Linked DNA regions of Hordeum vulgare: region 2 is linked to region 1. The links are chromatin contacts, called in public Hi-C maps. All regions are on one chromosome and are shown on one strand. The core of a region is the stretch at or near the end of the contact, and the rest is flanking DNA. Distances in the headings are between cores, read along the strand shown. Region 1 has its middle 76 kb from the start of LOC123444218. Region 2 holds the start of LOC123444218 (farnesyl pyrophosphate synthase-like).

Region 1 (4,065 bases), core at 588-3,087:
TTAAATAATTTAAAACTTTAAATAATCTTTAAAATTTTAATAAACTGAAAATTATAAATCAACATATTTAAAAAATTAAAATGTTTGTGACTTCAAAAACTGCTCGGAGTTTTGTAAAAAAATACTCGCATATACAATAAAATGTTTGCAATTTTAGAAAAATGTGTGTACAATAAGAATAGTCCATGATCTCAAATACAATTCCATTTATTAAAATTTATTGAAGGCATTTAACAAAATGCTTTCTAATTCAAAATATGTTAATGCATTTTAAAAATGTCCTAAAATTTTAAAAATAGCTAATGCCTGTTTTGATAGTTTCTTTTTTTATTTAAAATATTCCGTTCCACTTTTGTTTATTTATAATTTAAATAATTTAGAATTACAAAAACTTTTGCATATTAAAAAATAGGAATTTTGAATTAAAATGCTGACGAATTTTTATTTTGAATTAAATGGGATACCATAAAGCGCCGTATTTTTATATTTTTTTGCAAATTCCAAAACAATGTCCATGAATTTAATAAATAGTTTACTGATTTATAATTTTTTTTGTTTATTTAGAAAAACTTCATTCGTTTCAAAAAATGTTTGTGAATTTAAAATAAAATCCTCCAACATCAAAAAATATGTTCGTCTTTTCTTGAATTGGTCGCCAATTCAAAAGAAAATATTTAAACCCGTTCGAAATATAAAAAATATTCACGATTTTTAGTAAATATTTGTAAATTGTAAAAAATGTTCTCGATTTTAATTTTTTTCCATATTTGTAAAATTGTTCACGAAAGATCTAATGTATGTAGTTAAACATTAATGCTTCTAAGTCTTTGTGACTATATACCTGTGTGAATTTTGAAGATTAACTGTTGGATGGATCGGATTATTATCGTATGTTTTCTAAAAAAAATCTTGAAATTCAGAATAAATCTTTGAGTTATCAAGATTTTTGACAACCATGATATATATTTTTTGAAAATGTAAAGATTGCTTCAAATTGTGAATAAATTTAAAAGAACAAACATTTTCTTGCATTTGTGTACAAAATTTCTAAATCAAGCGATGATATGTGAACATAATGTGGTCATCATCATTAAAGATTATGTTTTTTTTTTCATGACAACGCACGGGTCATTTTGCTATATATATATATATAGAGAGAGAGAGAGAGAGAATAGCGTTTTGGAGGCCGAGCTCCATGGAGGCCTTTATTTTTGAAAAATTCAAATTCAAATTTTTATGGTTCAAATAATTCTGAAAAAAATATGTATGTATGTAAGGATGTAACCAACATGTGTGTAAAATTTCAGGTCAAATTAATTTAGAATGTGATCTGTACAAAAAAGACAAATTCATGGTCTGAAATGATGAATATTAACATGTATTAAACAGCCCCAGATTTGTCTTTTTTACACAGCCCTCATTTCAACGTATTTTGTTCTGAAAATTTACACACTTTTGTATTATACCTTCATTTATCTATATATTTTTTTTCAGAATTTTTTGAAATATTAAAATATAAATTTTCATTGAATTTGAAGTTTGAATTTAAAGGCCTCCAGTGAGCTCGGGAGCCAAAAGCAATATTCGTGTGTGTGTGTATATATATATATATATATATATATATATATATATATATTGGTAAACACGCTATCACAATCCTTGGTACAGTAGGTAACCTGGGGGTCTTGCACCAACTCCTCGCCTCGTTTTTACCAACGTAATCACATTCCTGTCCAGGTTCATCATGTGATCAAACAAGTCGCATCCATATGCTCCGTGGCCGCCAAGTATATGTAGCAGTACTTCATTCCACTGCCTGGTCACGGGCTCACCGCACGCACGGCGAAAATTGCGAGAAGTATCCCACTGCGGCGAGTGAGCTAGCGACCAGTGACGTGGCCACGTGGGAGGCCATGTTCAGCGGCGGCGGTGTACGTCCAACTGCTGACTATATGTCATCTTATAGCCCATCTTATAGTTAGCTTGTATAATAATTAGCTATAAAAGAGTACTACTTTTATCATATATGACTCATCTTTCATTTTTATAAAGCACCTAGAAGCACGTGCTAGAGCTGACTCTTCACAAAAAGCCCGCTTCACTTCTCTCTCATCCAACTCAGTAAAAATATAGTATTTTAATCTTTACAGTCTGCTGACTGTACCTTATTGTACTTGCTGTAACCGGGTGCGGAAAAGAGCTCTAGCTTTTAGCTATTCGATCGTGCGTCGTCACGTTTTGCAGGCAGCTACTAGCCTATGAATGTCGGCGGACATATTCGGAAGCGGACAATGATCAAACAAATTGTAAATAACTAGATGATGCCCCGCGCGTTGCCGCGGGAATTTTATGGCACATGATGTTAAGAAATAAGTACAAAACTATTAAGTTGAATAATACTGGATGATGGTATTGGATACAAAATAAACTTTTGACGTCTAACTCGATATCACATTTCTCTAGGTTTACAAATTATATATAAACCGTCTAACAAACCACTTGTGTTACCATAATGATGTCCAGCATGATGTAATTCAAGGCATGCTAATGAAAATTGGAAGTATGGATACTGCTTGATAATCGAAGCGCCTCCAAGGTGATACTTTATAGTGACATAACTGCCTTATCGTAGCCAACGCTTGCTATTTTGAACTATATTATAGTGACATAACTGCCTTACTGATAATAATTTTAGTTCATGTGTCATAGCACTTATTAACTGGATTATATGGGTATGTAGAGTAGAGATGGCCAAAGTATCTTCCATCTGAGCATGTATCGCAAATCAAGACATGTTTGCATCTTTTCTGCACCTTTCTGTAGACATCCATGAGCGTGTATGGCAAATGTGAGATATTTGTATTCAAATGTGGGATACCAACTGTCCGGACGAATAATAGAGGAAACTCTCTGATACATTAACACTGCAATGCAATTTGAGAATACACAAAATTGATGCAAAATCAAACTGAATATTGTTGATCAAAATCTATAGAAATTTTGTCCTATATACCTTTGTTGAAGTAAATAAGTTAACTAACCTGCAAAGGAAAAATTAGGATACACAAAATGGATGCTAAAGCAAACTGAATACTGTTGGTCAAAATCAATAGTAAAATTGGTCTATGTCTTCGTCGAAGTAAATAAGTTAAATGACCGTTCACAATCTCCTTTGTAGCGTCATCTTGGTAAACTGTAAGTGTGCACATCATATATTGAACCATACTACGACGGGTGATGTGTAAAACAATTATTCAGTATATCAAGTATATAGATGAGTATTGTACTGGATTCTTGGTTCTATTAATCCTGGGGAAAATTTGCATGGTATTCTTTCCCGTCCACATCCTCTAAAATAACAATGAAGGGTTAAATAAACAGAACCTTAGTACAGTTATTTTGTGTGTAGAGGTCATCGCTATTATATGAACCAAGTGACTAAGCAAGCACGATTACTTTGTTTCTTGAAATTTTGTTTACAGCCCACAACATGCCAATGTCATGGCAAAAAATCTGAACGGAACACATCTTCAGAAGAAAAAAAGAAATAACCTTGTCATATGCCAATGCTCACGATTCCATCAATTTTGGACGACAGAATAGAAACCCACAACATGAGGGGAAATAAATAGGAACAAAAGTAGAAATGCATTTTTTAGAGGAAATAGATGGTACTTTCTCTATTCTGTTGAAGAAAACGAAGAGGGAATAAGCAGGGATATGGGCGCCGCCGTGCTGAAAAGCTAGTGATGGTTACCTTGGTTCCCAGATCCGGCCGTTGTGAAGAAAACGAAACTCGCGTGTCAAATAGGTCTCAGATTAGTTATCTCGTTGATCTCCTCATGGATTCTTCGTCCTTGTGAAAGCCAGGAACATTGTTTGGGAATGGGAGTGATGCACATGTGGTGGGGCTTTAATAAAAATAATGATCTGAAATCAATGGATAGTGCTCCTTTTGGCCCTAAACACCTGAAACGTGTGAGAGTTGACACTTCAGAAGTTAGCACATTGCTTGCAGATCTTTGTAGAAGAAAGTAACACTGAAAAAGAAAAGATAAACAGGTC
Region 2 (4,065 bases), core at 452-2,951, 76 kb after region 1:
TTAGAGGAGTAGGATCCTTGAAGGGTAAAAATCTTTACGAAATTTCCTAAATTTTTTGTGTTGACATTATTGAACATTGCCTTTTAACTCAAAGGAATTCAAGAAGGACTAACAATAGTTTGGTTCCAAAAATATTCATTGTATTTTTACACATCAAACCAGTTACATTTTTATAATTTTGTATTGGCTTTCAATGTATGATAACAGTATTGGCGTCGTGATCCTTCGATAAGAGGCACTCTTTCTCTTTGGGCGAAAATCGACCTTGATGATCGGTCTACAACCAACACTAAACCATGCTCCTTATCAGTCATTGATCCATTCCCGTGGAGGCTATCAACGATGCCAAAGGTACATCCAGCCTGGCCATGCAGGTCTAATCATTACGCGTAATTGAGAACGAGAATTATGTAACAAACTAAGTACTGAGAATATTGATGAAGGATTGACTAAGTTAGATTCTAAAAAACGGTATGGTAGCAGCCGTTTACGAAGTTGTAACAATGGCTAACCTTTAGGATTTTTAGCTACACAAAGTCTGAGTGTAAACGAAGCCCTACGAGCCATATTTATGCAGGTACATAGGAGAAGTTCCACTGAGAGTTGAGGGAAGGGGAATTCAGATCCCCATCCTAAATCGTTTTTGTCCATTCATATAGACTCTTAATGTGTTACAAAGAGATGGTGATCATGTAGATAGATGATGATGGTGTCCTCTCGGTGGTGCTGTGATGTGGGTGGAGTCTCTTTGTCGATTCCCTTTCAAGAATCCTTTGAGAGGCTAGGTTATTTGTTCTGGACGAGTTTCTGGTGGCTACGGGTGTCTGTTCATCGATCTAATTTTACGGGAGCAAAAAACTTGACTAGGAGGTGACGGTGACATTCGGTATGATCGGTGTTACAAGCGCGTCCACTCGTAACATGTGTTGTCTTGCACTTTGGACCTCTCCGTGAGGTTCCTATTTTCTCCCGATTGGTCTATTCTTTTAAGACAGTATTCTATCATGTTAGATTGACCTAATTTTACCATCGTATCTGGGTGTTCTTTTCTTAGATTCCTAAATGCTTTCGTAAGTGTTAACTTTGTAAAAACTGACAGAAGGATGCATGGATACAGTAAAATCCGAAGAATCCTAACACCACGGAACGAAATAAGAGATGCAAAATAAAATAAAATTTAAACCCATCGAAACCGGCATCGAGCGTTGCTCCGGGTGTGCCATGGAGCCGTGTTGCGACCGTCATCAAGCGTCACTGGAACCAGCGTATAGCGGTGTTCGAATCAGCGCGTGAATACATTGGACACAACCATGTGCGAAGCTACGAGAAGTGACGCCGGAAGCTGCGATGAGGATGGCACGACACTACAACCGTTGGAGCTGCAAAGAGGATAGTCGGAGATGCGTTCTCCAACGGGTCGGCGGCGGCGAGCCGGCGAGGGGCCTCGAGCTGCACAAGAGGAGGCGGCGAGCCGACGAAGGCAGGGACGAGTGAAGCGACGAGGATTTTCCCTTTCAGTAGAGGAAAGACGGTGAACGTTCATTGATCCAACGGTTCGGAGCACGTAGATCTAACGCGGCGCGGCGATCCCTCTCGCGCTTGCGCCAGTCGCGGGAGGCCAGCGCCCTTCCCAGCGTCGCTCCCACGCGTGTCGCCGTCACGGATCTCCGTGGCATCTCCCGTCCTTAAATAAAACGCGTGCCCAGAAATCTGTTTGCCCCACAAAAATTCCGTCCAGGGCGTGCAGTAGAGAGCTCCTTGCTTCTCATCCTCCTCCCCAACCATACTCTCCACAGAAATCTCCGCTCCTTCTCGTCCCTTCTCGCTCGCGTGCGCAATGGCGGCGGCGGCGGCGGTGGCGTTGTCGAACGGCTCCGGTGGCGACTCCAAGGCCGAGTTCGCGGAAATATACAGCAGGCTCAAGGAGGAGATGCTCGAGGACCCCGCCTTCGAGTTCACCGACGAGTCCCTCCAGTGGATCGACCGCGTAATGCCTCCTCCCCCCTTCCATCTCTCTATATATTTCTGGGAGTGCGGCTGTTGGTTTGATCTGGTTTCAGAGTAGACGGCGCACACGGGTCTTTGGGTGATTGTCATGGATTTGGTGACTGGCCGGTAAAATTCTCCCGGTCTGTGCAGTTTTGTGTTCCGATGGGAGTAAGGGTTGGGAGTTGCAGAGGGGACGTGAAGGCCGAGTAAAATTTTGCTGCAAACAAGCAATAATTTTAAACAACCTACTCTTATTTATGCAGCACTTTCACCTCATTTTTGGCGAGCCCTCCTATTATTCATGACATTTGAGCTGTTCCGGTTCCTGTGGCACACTGAACCAACCAATCCAAGGAGCAAGGATTGGGAGCGAGCATCTAATAGGGTGGCTGTGGAACATGTTTTTTATATGGAAGATAACGTATCCTCTGCCCTCTGCATCCGAAGCTGCATAAAACCCGATTGTTACAGCTTCTCAAGAGTTTTAAACCAAGCAGCTACTATGAAACACTGACAATTCCGTTGCTACTCAGCCAATTGCTAAACCTCCACCCGTGTTGGGGCATGCCATCTACTCCCTCCGTTCCAAAATATAAGACCTTTTAGAGATTCCATTAAGAGACTACATACGGAGCAAAATGAATGAATCTATACTCTAAAACATGTCTATATACATTCGTATGTAGTTTATAGTGCAATCTCTAAAAGGTCTTATATTTAGGAACGGAGGGAGTACTATTCACTTTATGGACTAGAGTATCGAGATAAAAGGAATTATCATGAGATAACATACAGTATCATAATTCTTTTTCACAATTCACTTTCATATCCAGTAAATCATGAATGTACATATAGGAATCATCAGTATTTCTTAAAAGAACTTGGATTCATTTAATGGAGTTTAACTAAAGCTTAAATTGTCTGGAGTTGTGGCTTTGCGATGCCAGATATGGGTTACAGGAAAGTGATACAAGAATTCCTGAGCACTACTATTGCCTATGGCCACAAATTCTTGTCTCTTAAAAAACAGCGACACTATAAAAAAAATCCAGCTGCTGGCTGGCTTGCATTTATCATAGCAGGAAGCACATGGGAAATACAAAATATGGGTTCTTCAAATACAGATGGCATGGGTCTCTTTTCCATACAAGCAGACAGTAATACTTCAAGAGCAGCGTTTCGGTGCCCAGGCTCATCTGCACCTGCGATGAAGAAAAACAATCAAAACAAATACTGCAAAAATTCAAGAAGTTCCAATTATTTTTTGCATGGTAGATAATTTGGTGCGTGAGGTGCGCTCCAAAGTTTAGATTATTTGGACATCTCAGTAGCTCTCGGCAAAAAAGACAAATTTGGGTCTGACTCAATTTGTCTTTTTTGCTGAGAGCAGATCATATGTCCAAATGGTCTAATATTTGGAGAGCACCTCATGCACTAAATTATCTACCATTAATTTTTTTGAATTTTTTGAATTTTTTTGTATTTCCTGTGAATTGTTTCTTGGCCGGGTGCAGATGAGCCTGGGCTCAGAAATGGATATTCGCCATCTTCTTATACTTTACTGGCCTCAAAATATGTTGTCATATAAATTAACTGTCAAGTCCAATAAAAAAAAACTGTCAAGGGCCTCAAGGCTTCATCCTGAAGACTGGAAAACTGAAAACTGCAATGGTTTGTGTCTTTTTCTTTCGTACTAAGTAACTTTCCATTGTTTAGACGGTAAAAGTATGTCACCTGTAGAAAAGTAGGAGTGTCAGACATTTTGTGTAGAGGTTGAAGACTTATGATTAAGCCGGTTGCTATTGTGCTTTTTAAATGGTGGATCGTTCGGTTCGCTGTTGTTAGTGCATGGATATTTTTACAGTGATTCTCCACTTTATTCGCATGTTCGTTTGCCAATGTTTGTGCCTTGTGGTCTGAGGGAAATATACATGAAAAAGAAAGTTAACTACCGGTGTCTTTATTCAATTTGTTGCATTTTCTTAAACGAAATGAATAAATCCGCTTTGATGATTTAACAATTATGTTCTGAGTTAAAAACCTTCCAAGCTTGTTTCTTTCATTTTTCATTTGGAG

What was found. A called contact is a pair of places that touch in the nucleus more often than the background predicts.
Region 2: a Hi-C map of seedling shows a contact between it and region 1, with 1.8 times the contacts expected there. The contact joins the promoter of LOC123444218 here to the enhancer-like site in region 1. A contact is called at or near these places in 2 of 6 Hi-C or Micro-C datasets (leaf and seedling).

What each region holds. Positions count from the first base shown.
Region 1 is chr3H:453,309,749-453,313,813 of MorexV3_pseudomolecules_assembly, forward strand. No RefSeq gene overlaps it. Among protein-coding and RNA genes, the nearest start is that of LOC123444218, 76 kb to the right of the region's middle. Within about 2 kb of position 1,838, at least 2 of the 3 cell types and tissues checked have open chromatin away from gene starts, as enhancers often do. A contact at or near this core is called in seedling, where this site is marked.
Region 2 is chr3H:453,386,028-453,390,092 of MorexV3_pseudomolecules_assembly, forward strand. LOC123444218 (farnesyl pyrophosphate synthase-like) reads left to right here and starts at 1,702. Exons shown (of 11, transcript XM_045120873.1): 1 at 1,702-1,987. The coding sequence starts at 1,838.